2 separate regions of the Mus musculus genome follow, and region 1 is linked to region 2. A link is a contact called in public Hi-C data. All regions are on one chromosome and are shown on one strand. The core of a region is the stretch at or near the end of the contact, and the rest is flanking DNA. Distances in the headings are between cores, read along the strand shown.

Region 1 (5,682 bases), core at 2,034-4,533, 2.1 Mb after region 2:
GGAGGAAAGTAGTTTGGGAGCTGTTTTCTGGAAAGGAACAGCTTTTAAGTTCATTGAGCATCTTAGACAACCACTCAGTTCCATTCTTGTGCTCTGGAACAGACATAGGCAATATGTAAACAAGTAAGTATGGCTTATTATAATAAAATAATATTTACCAAAAGCAAGTGGCAGGCAGATTATGCCATGGAGAGTGTATACCCTTCTTTTGAATGCTTCATTTTGATTCCATTCATAGAAGAAATCAAATTCAATTTGCCTAATTCATGGATTGGAAATGGACTGTCAAGTACCTTAAGTTATAAACCCAAGTAGAGAGGAAGGAAAAGATTAGAATGACTTAGTCAAAGTCTGAGCTCATGACTCCAGGTGCTGGTGACTTCCCATGTACCATGCCATGTGAGAACAAATAAGATAAACTGAAATGAAGCAAGGAAGAAATGTTGCCTGTGTGCTCTGCTGGCCCAGGAACAATTTCATGTAAGTGCTCAGTGAATTGAGCACAACATAAAATAAATCTTTCCTTCTGAGCCCACAGAGCAAGCAAATCCCCCTGGAGGAGAAGGAAGAACCTACCATGACACAGGATCTGCAGAGTATGCTCATGCCCAATTAAGCATCTCAGCGGGGTGGGTGAACCAATTAGACTGAGATTTAAAAAAGGATCCTAGATGGAAGGCATGAAAATTCTACTTTCAAGACCCATACCATTAGGAGGGCTGAAAGCAGGAGAGAGAATGATGACAAGGACAGGGCTTGGAGGAATAATAGAGCCTCAGGTGCAGAATGTAAGGAGAGGCTGAAAGGAAACTGTAATACCAAGACTTTCTTTTTAGTATAAACACTGGGTTCATAGGGGAAAAACCCATCTTCTTTAATAACCCTCTGCTTTTGTACACACACGCACATGCACACTCACACACACAAACTTCAAAACTACATTCACCAATTCTTTGGATATACGTTGCACTGAAGTGGAAGAAATGGTTATAAGAGACGCAGGGATCAGGCTCTGTACAGTAACAGAGATTTTTCCCCCCCCTCCCATTTTCTTGCTGCATTTACTTGATGCATAAACCTTATTAAGGTAGATCACTTTCAGCCTAGGGGTTGATGGTAGAAGTTCTGGGCTTTGCAAGCTGACACCTACTGTTGACAGACTAGAAAACGTAAATGATATCTTAGATGGATGCATGTCAAATTGTCCTAAGTCATAAAGCAGAGAGCCTGCTGAAGGCAGCCCTCAATAAAATGCTAATGTAACGTTAGCTCAATATCACCATTGCTGCTGGGATTATCTAATAGGCCCCAGTAGCTAGTTGAATGGGTAGATGGTGGATGGAAAGAGAAGAAATTATAATTTTTATCCTAAAGTTACTCAGATACAGAACTTTGGAGAAAGACAAGGTTTTATAATGGTAAAATATATTAAAAACAGTAAGTCTGACAATAGAAATTATTTTCTTCAGGTCTATTTCCTAATGTGTACAATGACAAAACCACATGAGTCCATAAATTGTCTCATAAAAAGTCAACCAGGGCGTCAGTGGTTAAGAGCACTTTTGCTGGTCATGTAGAGTATCCAGGTCCAGTTTCCAGTGCTCACATGAGGCTCATAACCATTTAAAACTCCTGTTTCAGAGAATTTGATGCCTCAGTTTGGCCTCCATGGGCACCAGGCATACATATTTTACATAGACATACATATAGATAAAACAAACACAAAATAAAAATAAATAACTCTTTAAAAAAAACTCAATGTAATAACATTGGAAGACATATTGTAAAATTGAAAGACTATAAAAAGACAGTAGGCATCTGCAGATATTATTTATTGTCATTCTCATAAGAAATAATGTCATGGTTCTTTTGCTTCTTTGTCTGAGAAATGAAATGAAAAACAGGTTCTGGCTCTCGTGGAATAACATGAAAACCATATTCACATGGGTTTCTAAGTGATTGAAACTGCTATAACCTCCAAATATGAGAAGGCTGATCTGCTTTCCATCCAGAAGATTTTATGCCTTGTTTGTTTATTGTACCTAATAATTCAGTAGATATAATTTATAGGTATTTTTCAAAAAACGTGTATACTTTACCATTTTAATATATAGAGACACAAGGAATATTAATGAGTGAGTAAAAGGACTTCATGAACTGACTTTGATCTTTAGTTTATATGTACACGCGTGAACACACACACACACACACACACACACACACACACACACACACACAGAATATTACATGGTACCACACCAACCAGAGCACTCCACACTGCATCACATACCAGACACAAAACTCCAACACTGTGCAGGGTAGTAACAAAATAATTGCTGAGACTTTCTGACTAGCACATCCAGCTGAATTAGAGAGCTCCATGTTCAGTTAGAAACCTCATCGCAGGAGAATAAGGCAGAGAGTGAAAGAACAGGATGCTTGATATCCTCCTCTGACCTCCACATGTAGATGGGTGTCCAAGCATGAACACTCCCACACTCACACACATGATCGAAAATCATACATTACCAACAGCATACAGTGTAGGAGCAATAGGAAAAAAATAATCAATAGAAAAAGAAGTCAGTTACAATGTCACATCATAGTGATTCTATGCAGTCTTGAACACTGGAGGAGGTGAAATTCCAACATCTTTGAGGATGCTTCTATTCAAAAGACAAAAGCAAATCACAGCCAAGAGGAAGGCAGTCAATGCAGCTACAGGGTAGCTGTTGCTTAATGTTTTCTGTAAAACGTAGAGACTGGGAATTCACTGTAAGTCACAAGTATCTGTCATGGTTTTCTAGGGAGACAAAGGCAGAAGATTTTGAGCGGTGTCCTCCAAACACACCCTCAGGAGAGTCTGCCTGGCTCTAGGCAGACTGGTTCTACATGAAAGCAACATTAAATAAAGTAACTGCATGAGGGCCAACCCCATTATAATGTAGGTACTCTCTATTCTGTTGGTTTGAATTCATCCAAAGAAACATCTCAGAATATTTTATAGACACTTTACGTCTAATAAATGTTTGTTGAAAGCATGATTGATGGCAGCTGCAGGATGTTTGCATTTGTTTACTCCAGGATGGCTTATCCTTTTCAGTTGCATTAAGTAATCACTTAGAAATGGAATAAAAAGGAAGCCTCAGAGTTTCAGTGTGATGGAGAACTATGAAACTGCTTCAGATATTGTTAGCAGCAAATTATCCCTGGAGATGAACAAGGGGAATCACAGAGGAGGAGGCTACGGAGATGAAATCATTGCACTGAGAAGAGAAGCGAGAGAATTTCTCTTGCCTGCTGTTTCCATTCTCTCCCACAGATCCCCAGCCAGCTCAAGGAAAGGTGAACCCAAGGGCACATGTGAAGTAGAAATGATGCATTTTAACGAGCATGGGTGTCAGTGCCAAAACCCTGCCTGCATTCATGCCCCAGAATGTAAGTGGGAGGGCAGTTGAGGAGCCATGGCATCCAAGAGAATCTTTCAGAGCATTCTGGCTCAGAAAGGGCAAAAGGAGAAAAACAAGAAAAAAATGAATAAAAAGAAAGAACTGTCGCTGAAAACGTGATTATGAACAGTGCCGTTCTCATTATAGCGGGGGACTTTGACTTAAGTGTAAAGAATAAAATAATCTTTGCTTAGAATTTGCATATCCCTTTTCCAAAGTGCATTCACATAAGTCATGATAATTTAAAAATTTATTGTGTATGTTCATTTGTGCCACAACATAAATGTGGAGGTCATAAGGCAGCTTGCATGACTTGGATCTCTCGCTACAGTTTGTGGATTCTTGATATAGGTCTCAGGGCTTTAGACTGGGTAGCAAGTGCCTCAACCCACAGAACCATCTCACTAGCCTAAATTTTGATATCTTTATTTTGTAGCATTCCAAGAGCAGGTCTGTAAGCCCGTAAAGGAACAAAGGTAGAAGAAATGAGAGTGTCTACACCGGGGAACACATACTGAAATGGAGCTTATCTTCTCCTTGAGTCAGAACTGAAGAAGCAAAAACACAGATCTATGAAGAAGCCACAGGGAACGACACAGCTTTCTAAGCAATAGACCATACCCAGAAACACAAGTGGAATTCTTCACATTGTTAGCAAACACTAGGACACATACAGGTGGTGGGAATTAATATTGGGATAGAAATCTTAAAAACCTACTTACTTTGTTTCTTAATGATCAACTGGCATTTGGGGAAAACCTATGAGTTCTTGCCCACCTGCTTCCTGCTTTGCCATAGAGAATCTAAACATCTAAATGTGAGAGTAGGAGAGCTTTTAAAGAAACCACCCAAAGCATTGGTATCATATTACTATGGAAGATCTCTAGGCTCAAAAGGCAAAGGGAGTGTCTTCAAAGTTACAGCACTGTCCGTGGCATACAGGGTGAGATAAGGACAGAATGGAGGTTCAGCATGCCTCACAATTAAAATTCCTCTTCCTCCCATTACTGAGATGTATGGGTTATATAGAACACCCAGTTTTTTTCAAGTATCCATTACCATTTATGTTATCCTCCCAAAAACCTGGAAGAAAGAAAAAAAAAAATGCTAGACTCATCATAGAAGAAACTAGGAATCAGGGAACTAGGGCCAACTGGGCAAATCTGCACCAGAACAGCACAGGACATCGAGATTCTCTGATGATCCTCTCCTCTTCTGTGTTGTACTCAACATACCAAGGAAGGAAAGAATTTGCTTTCCCAAATGTGTTATAAGAACACCATGCTATACACCATTGGACAAATAGACAATACCAAAAATAAGCTGACAGAGCAAACCAGATGGTTCCATTGATAGAGTGCATGCATGTGATGATTTAAGGTCTATCCCAAAGTAACCATGTGAAAATCTCAGTGAAATGCGTACATGTCTAATCCCAGTCCTGGAAAACACTAGGACATTGTTAAGCTCAAGGTTCCATGAGAGACAATGACTCAAAGTATAAAATAGAATGTGGTTGAGGAAGATACCCAGAAATCATGACTGACCTTTATATTCACACCCACGCGTATGCACAAATTCTCACAGTCATACATGCACATACTTACATAAACAGTTGGAGATAACACATACACATGCACACGCACAGGCACACACACACGTACACACACATACACGCTCACAGAGTAGATGCTTATTGCCTTACATATCTAAACAGAGGTTAGATAAAGGTATTCTCTTGAAGGTATTATGGCACAGTAAATAGGGACAGACTTTATAGCTAGATTAATCTGCCTGCAGACACAGCATGAAGCTGTTCATTAGCTAAGAAATTGTGGGCACCTCTCTCACAATCTCCTAACTTTATCAGTGCAGTAGAAATATCAGGATGTACCTTGCAGGACTGCTGGAAGGAGTAGACATAATGAATCCAATTAATCTGGCAGTAGTAGCTACTCAATAAACTTTAGCTTTTTATCCTTTGGCAAGGATTCTAAAAGAGGAGTTTGTCGCATAACACATAACTTTTAATGGATATTTTAAATGATCTTAATATGCCTATGGGCTCCAGGGATTTACACAAACTGCATATAAATAAAATATTTAAAATTCGGTTTACTCGATTTGCCTCTCCACTGATTTCCAAAGCATCCATTGTGAAAGCATGACTCATAACTAAATATAGATTAATAAAACTTTGGAGCAGCAATTATTTTCCAATTATCACAGATCC
Region 2 (6,088 bases), core at 1,204-3,703:
GTTCCAATAAATGGACATGGTTGGAATGAGATGGAGACTCATTAATAATAATTATGTGCATAATGAATACTTCTTATTATAAAGTTTGTGTCTGAAAGGGGGGATGGAGAGACACAGAACAGAAAATCTGAGCTCTGCTTTTCATTCTGCTGTTTTCTTGTATTTAAAGTGCCAATCTTGATAAATCTGGAGCAGTGAGTGGAGCAGATGCCTCAGGACACAAATTACTTGATGAATTAGTAAGGTCTGCTCAAAGAGAACAGTGAGCATTTCACAACCATTGCCCAGTTTCCCACCTCTAGAAACGCCTTTTCCAAGGTTCCTGAACTCCATATTCTATAATTCCTAGGATAGCTTCTGGATTTTCTGGATTACCCCCACAAAATATTGGGTGGAAGAAATAAAACCACCATTCCATGTCAAAAAGAAAACATATTCACAATACTGGCAACAAGAAAAGGAAACTCCTGGCTATGGTCTGGCATTTTGAGATACATTCTGAATAATTCTTGGTTCCAGCAACATTCTTTCCTGGCCATCAGCCATGGTAAAATCAGTCCCTTCTGGTCCATTACAAATTAAATAATCATAACTCTATTCATCAGGAAAATATACACAGAAGGGATGCATAAGCCAGTAATTAGTATGATGACTCCCAGCCTTGTGTTGACTAACTCTAAAGACTTTGTGGTGACTGTTTCACTTGAGACTCTGAACATCACTGTGGCAAGCAAAGCCTTCCAGCTTCTGCTTGACTGTACACTTCTAGTGTAATAATAATTCAAATGGCTCCATTGGGAGTAGATACATCCTAGCATATTGTAGAAGGTCTAGAGCTACTAAGGGTATAAGATATTACCAGTGGTTACTGTAATGAATGACTTACTGCACACATACAGCATGTTTCAACCATTATTGTACATAGAAAGTGGCCTTCCAGGACATGGACTTTTTCATTGTGTGCATCTGTGAAAAATGTGAAAATTATAACAGGGTTAAACTAGTCTCTGTTATAATGAACTATATAATAGGAAGTGACCAACCATAAGGGCATTCTGCTTAGGCTTTCACATCTTGCCACTGTGGCAAGATGAATTTTCAGATGCTGAGATTATAGTTTGTGAGAGACTTCTGAAGCCAGGCTAGGGGGTCTACTGCTGACAATCCATTATGCCTTGCTTACTGTTCATGCCTGATTTGAAATGTTTTCACTATATTGTCTTTTGTCCCTTCCAAATGCTACCATTTTGTTTATTTAAATATGTCTTCTCTTGGCTAATGTAACATCCTCCATTGGGAATTCTGTCTTAAAAGGTGACCCACAGCCTAGGTAACGTCACCAGCCCCTGATTTACATGTTTAAACAAATTATAGCATGTTTACCTGAGAGAAACCAAAATGTGATTCATAATTTGACTCCTGGGTATTTTCAATGCACATGTATTCTCTGACCATACTACTTTCTTAATAAAACATGCTTTGTTTACACTTCGTATCATGATGGACTTGCATACTTACTGAGTGCATATTCACGTTACGCATCTTAGTGTAAATGGGAATGATTGCAACGCTGATCTATCTTACTACTCAGGACCTCCAGAGTCACTAGCATAACAAGTCATAATAATACTAACTAGAATTCTCTGAAGAATTGAAAAGATGGAATGAGTGTATATTACAGAAATGATCTCTTTGAGTAGGTTATACTGTCTGGGCTATATGGTCTTAACAATGGCTGTTTGTGTGTCAGAGAGGCTAAGAACTCAGTAGCTACTCAGTCTATAAGCAGAATGAATCTGGTGATGTAGGGTTGGAGGATTCTTAGAGAGACGCTGTTTTTCAGCACATGTTGGGGGCTAATCAGACCTTAGATGCAATACAATATTCTCTTTATTCAACTAGGTAAAACCCAAAAGTGACTGTGTTTTACTCCAGGACACATAGTTCGGATTGGTAAAGCTATAGTTCTGATATAGATATGAAACATGGGAGACCCGGGAAGAGGTTACTCAGGCAGGAAAATCAGACTTGGTAAGGAAATAGTGAATATTTTTTTGTGCTTTTGCTGTCTTCAAAATACATTTTAAAAACTCACTGCTACTTAGAAGTACCATATGTTAGTCTAGGAGCATTATTTCCACATATTTTATAATTTCAGTAGGTGCTACAAGTGAAATAAATAAAATGAAAGGGATTTGGAAGTCAGAAAGGTTAACTGCATCTGGGTAAAGGACATGATTCTTCATCAGTATCTTTCTTAAAATAGAAGATAGAAGCATTCTACAAAAGGGTGCTATAAGGATTAAATATGTGATAAAAGCCCCTAAATATATTTGTCCTCCGTGCCATCACTAGGAACAGGGAAGATGCCATCCGTGATCTGTCAAGTCCTGTTCTCTCTTGTCAGTTTAAGCTTCAGTTTTCCTGAACGCTTAAGTGGGGTGCAGTGCCAGTTCTTCCCACATGATGGAGATGCAGGGCCACAAAAAGGGTTGAGAAGAATGTATTTATGAAGCATGCTTTAGGCGAACCAGAAAGTAAAGATTCTCCAGACCACAGGCCATAGTTACTTGAGGGGCCACAAGCAGATAACCTTAGATCAAACACAGGTGCTGTCATTCTGTAGCTCTGCTTGACTCAAAATTCTTCTCAAGGTGTAGCTGATGAAGCAATGAACATTCTAAATTATACTTACTTTAAACATGTAAGAGGATGTTTATGTTTCTGTCCTCCTGTGTCCCTGTTTTCTTTCTGTCTGGATTATGTCTATGCTTAAGAAACAGTTGCTTGAAGCTTGTTATCCAATGTGTTAGTTGGAGGGATAAATGTTTGGGTGCTGTTGTGTGCACCTGTAAGAAAAGGTGAAGAGTGGGAAGGGACACCAGTCCAATGCCCAGCCATACATGCCACCTCCTCAGTGTTCTGCTCAACTGTAAAATTTTTGAGGAGCCTTTGTGTCTGGGCAAACGAGAGATTGTATATGTATGCATTATGTGTGTAGTTATGCTAAACGTGTTATTTTATGTGCAGTAATGTGTGCATTGAGTATGTGCATGTGAGACTGGGTGTGCATAGTTGCATCTTGCCTATGATCATATGTCATTAAGCGGGCCTGGATGTCTGTATAGATTAAGCACATATAGAATTACTGTGTGCATGTGTGTTTGGATTATGCTCATGTGTGATTCTGACTCATGCTTCTGTGTGTTCTGTATGTATGAGCATGATTATACACATACACATATTTGATCATGTGTACATGAGTATTATGCACATTGGGTCAGCTCCTGTGATGCTGTATACATGTATGTGTCTCACTGTCCAGTTCCCATCCTCTTGCAAGAGATCACCTCAGTTTCTATCATAGTTCTATTGCTCCAAAACACAAACTATGTGGAACAGAAAGAGGTTAGGCTGAGAAATGATAAGTCTTCCAAGAAGAGAAAGAACGAGTGCAGGAGAATCCTTGCTTTGAGTGTGCCTGTGGTATGTGCATGAGGTGTTAAAAATACTATGGGAAGCAGTCCTAGAGGGGAGTGATGCTGATTAGATAGCCATCCTTCATCAGGAAATTTCTAAGCAAGAATCTACGTTCCATATCTGGAGAGGAAAACATAAGGTCCATGACCAGAAGATGGTGGTGCTGAAGAAGAGATGGTGTGTGTGTGTGTGTGTGTATGTGTGTGTGTGTGTGTGTGTGTGTGTGTGTGTGTGTGCATTTTTTTTTGTTTCTATGCGCATTCACGTAAGCATAAATTGTGCCCGTTTTCCATTTTATTTTACAAAGACAGAACTCAAATTTTAAGTCACAATTGATTTCCAGAAATCATTATTTCTAAACACTCCCAGTCAAATTCCCCATTCCTTTATATCTTTAGTATTTGGATGAAATTACTTTGTGTTCTTAATCTTACATGATGACAGAAAGGACTGTTCAAATGTTCCACTGGCTTAGACATTCCAGGCATGGGTTGTCTCTTTCTACTCTCTCCCCTTAGCTACCTGTGGCCTTATCCCTTCTTTCATGCCATATATTGTCCCCCAGTATAGGGAGACAAGGTAGTAATCTCTATTTGATTTTTTCTATTTCTTACTTATGATGCGACTAAGAAACATTTTCCCACATATTCATATTTGTAAAGACTATTTTCAAAGACATGCATGCTGGAGAGACTGTGTGGGTGGGATTTGAGGGAGAATGTGTTATGATTTTTTTGTTACCATAATTATTTACTAACCTTTTATTCAAGGACTGTGATGGAAGATCGACAAAACAACTCCCATCCTCTAATCAATTATTGCTGGAAGACAATAAATATCTATTCAGTGTTTCCTTTGTGTTCTCGGAGAGAAGGATATATTGATTGCCTTTAAAGTTGGGGCCTCTCCAAAGACACCAGGTAGGCAGTCACAACTGGTTTTGCTAATCCAATAATCTTTGTGAGCCTAGTTTACATGAAGACAACAGCAATAAGAATAAAAATAGTAATTTACTTTGGTACTAGCTGTTAAGCTTTATAAAACAATGACATCTATCTGCATTACAAAATTGAATTCTTGCGGCACCCCTACAAGGTAGTTATAAACTTAATGTATTTTATTGATGAAGAAACTAAAGCTGAGAATCCTGGTTTGGAATTAATATTTGGCCTTTCATTTTCTTTCAGATCAAAGGAGAGTTAAATACTTCTTTAGATATGAACACTGAATTTAAGTAAGATGGAACCAGGTCAATCAGGCACAAAGTTGATAAAGAGTTCATAGTCCCTTTGGAAAGACATCTGCTGCAAGCTCCAATTTCACTCATTCGATGAAATTCTTGGTCACATAGGCTTCTCTAAACCTTAGTTTGTCTATCCTGAAAGTAGGGATAGTGGCATGTTGACCTTGAGAATGTTAAAGGAGATGACTCATATAAAGTGTACAGTGTGTGTTCAATATTTACCCATTCTTAACATGGAAGGTAATATGCACGAGAACCATACATTCCTAGGCACCCTTTAAGCCATTAGCAGATACCAGAGGGAGAAAAATATTGTGGCTTATCCATTTCAGCACACAAAATTACCATACAATATAGCTACTTCTAACAGTAAGGGAGGAGGTGTCAGCTAAGCCAATATGATAGGGGAACCATAAGCATAAAGACTTCAGTTGAATCCTCAAAACACCCAAGAGAAATTGGGTGGTGGCGTGTAGTGGTGATCTTAGAGTTGAGGAGACAGACACATCACCAAGACTCACTGTTCATCCAGCTTGGCCTACATGGGAAGTTCCAGGTTAGTGAAACTGTGTTTCAAATCAAAGTGGGCAGTGCCTGCTGACCTATGATTCAGGCTACATTCTGCCCTCTGCACATGAGGTTGTGTTCTGCCCTCCACATATGCAATGAGCACATGTACATCATATACAGAGATACACCAGATAAATACATTTTCACACAAATATACTGTGCACTCCACATATATCACACAATACCAATAATCAACATTTCCTTGCCACTCTTACTGGCAGTCAGAATTTATGACAAGGCTTTAGTTGATTCTAGCTTCAAAGCTTACGGGTCATTGCAGGTAGTAGGTAGGCTTGGATTATGGTCCTCTGTGGAATTTGATGGCCAGGACTAGAGTACCTGCCTCTCTGGTATTCAACTGGAGGCTGATGGAGACTGCAACAGAGGGTTAATTTCCTAGTTACCTGGATTTTTTCCCCACTATGTTGCTTGAGTGTCCATATAATATGGAAACTGACTTTGTCTGAGGAGAGTCATCCATGGTCATGTGGAAGTAGCAATGTCATTATAGTTGGCTTCAGGAGTCCGATCACATTTGAACTGTTTTGATAAGGTTTTATGGGTTATTTTGGCTAGCTATATTTGATCTGGAAACTGCCTACACAGAGAAGCTGAAACATAGAAACACTGAGGGGAGGCGTTTTTATAGATTGGCACTGGGAGTTTTGTATTAGGAATTTTTCAGAACTCAGGGCATTTTCTTTACAAATTATGCCCACATCTGAAAATTTGTGCAATAGTCATGTAAGTCTTATAGAGTTTCAGTAATCAACACACCTCTGAAGTTGTACCACA

What was found. A called contact is a pair of places that touch in the nucleus more often than the background predicts.
Region 1: a Hi-C map of cerebellum shows a contact between it and region 2, with 2.8 times the contacts expected there. The contact joins two enhancer-like sites. A contact is called at or near these places in 1 of 15 datasets of contacts at CTCF or cohesin (pro-B cells), 25 of 484 Hi-C or Micro-C datasets (the 3T3-L1 cell line, the Ba/F3 cell line, the C10 cell line and 18 more) and 1 of 115 datasets of contacts at active chromatin or transcription factors (astrocytes).

Annotation. Positions count from the first base shown.
Region 1 is chr4:68,846,543-68,852,224 of GRCm38.p6, forward strand. All of the region lies in intron 2 of Brinp1 (bone morphogenic protein/retinoic acid inducible neural specific 1), which reads right to left. Among named protein-coding and RNA genes, the nearest start is that of Brinp1, 110 kb to the right of the region's middle. Within about 2 kb of position 3,284, at least 16 of the 459 cell types and tissues checked have an H3K27ac peak or open chromatin away from gene starts, as enhancers often do. A contact at or near this core is called in cerebellum, where this site is marked.
Region 2 is chr4:66,766,463-66,772,550 of GRCm38.p6, forward strand. No RefSeq gene overlaps it. Among named protein-coding and RNA genes, the nearest start is that of Tlr4, 58 kb to the right of the region's middle. Within about 2 kb of position 2,454, at least 26 of the 459 cell types and tissues checked have an H3K27ac peak or open chromatin away from gene starts, as enhancers often do. A contact at or near this core is called in cerebellum, where this site is marked.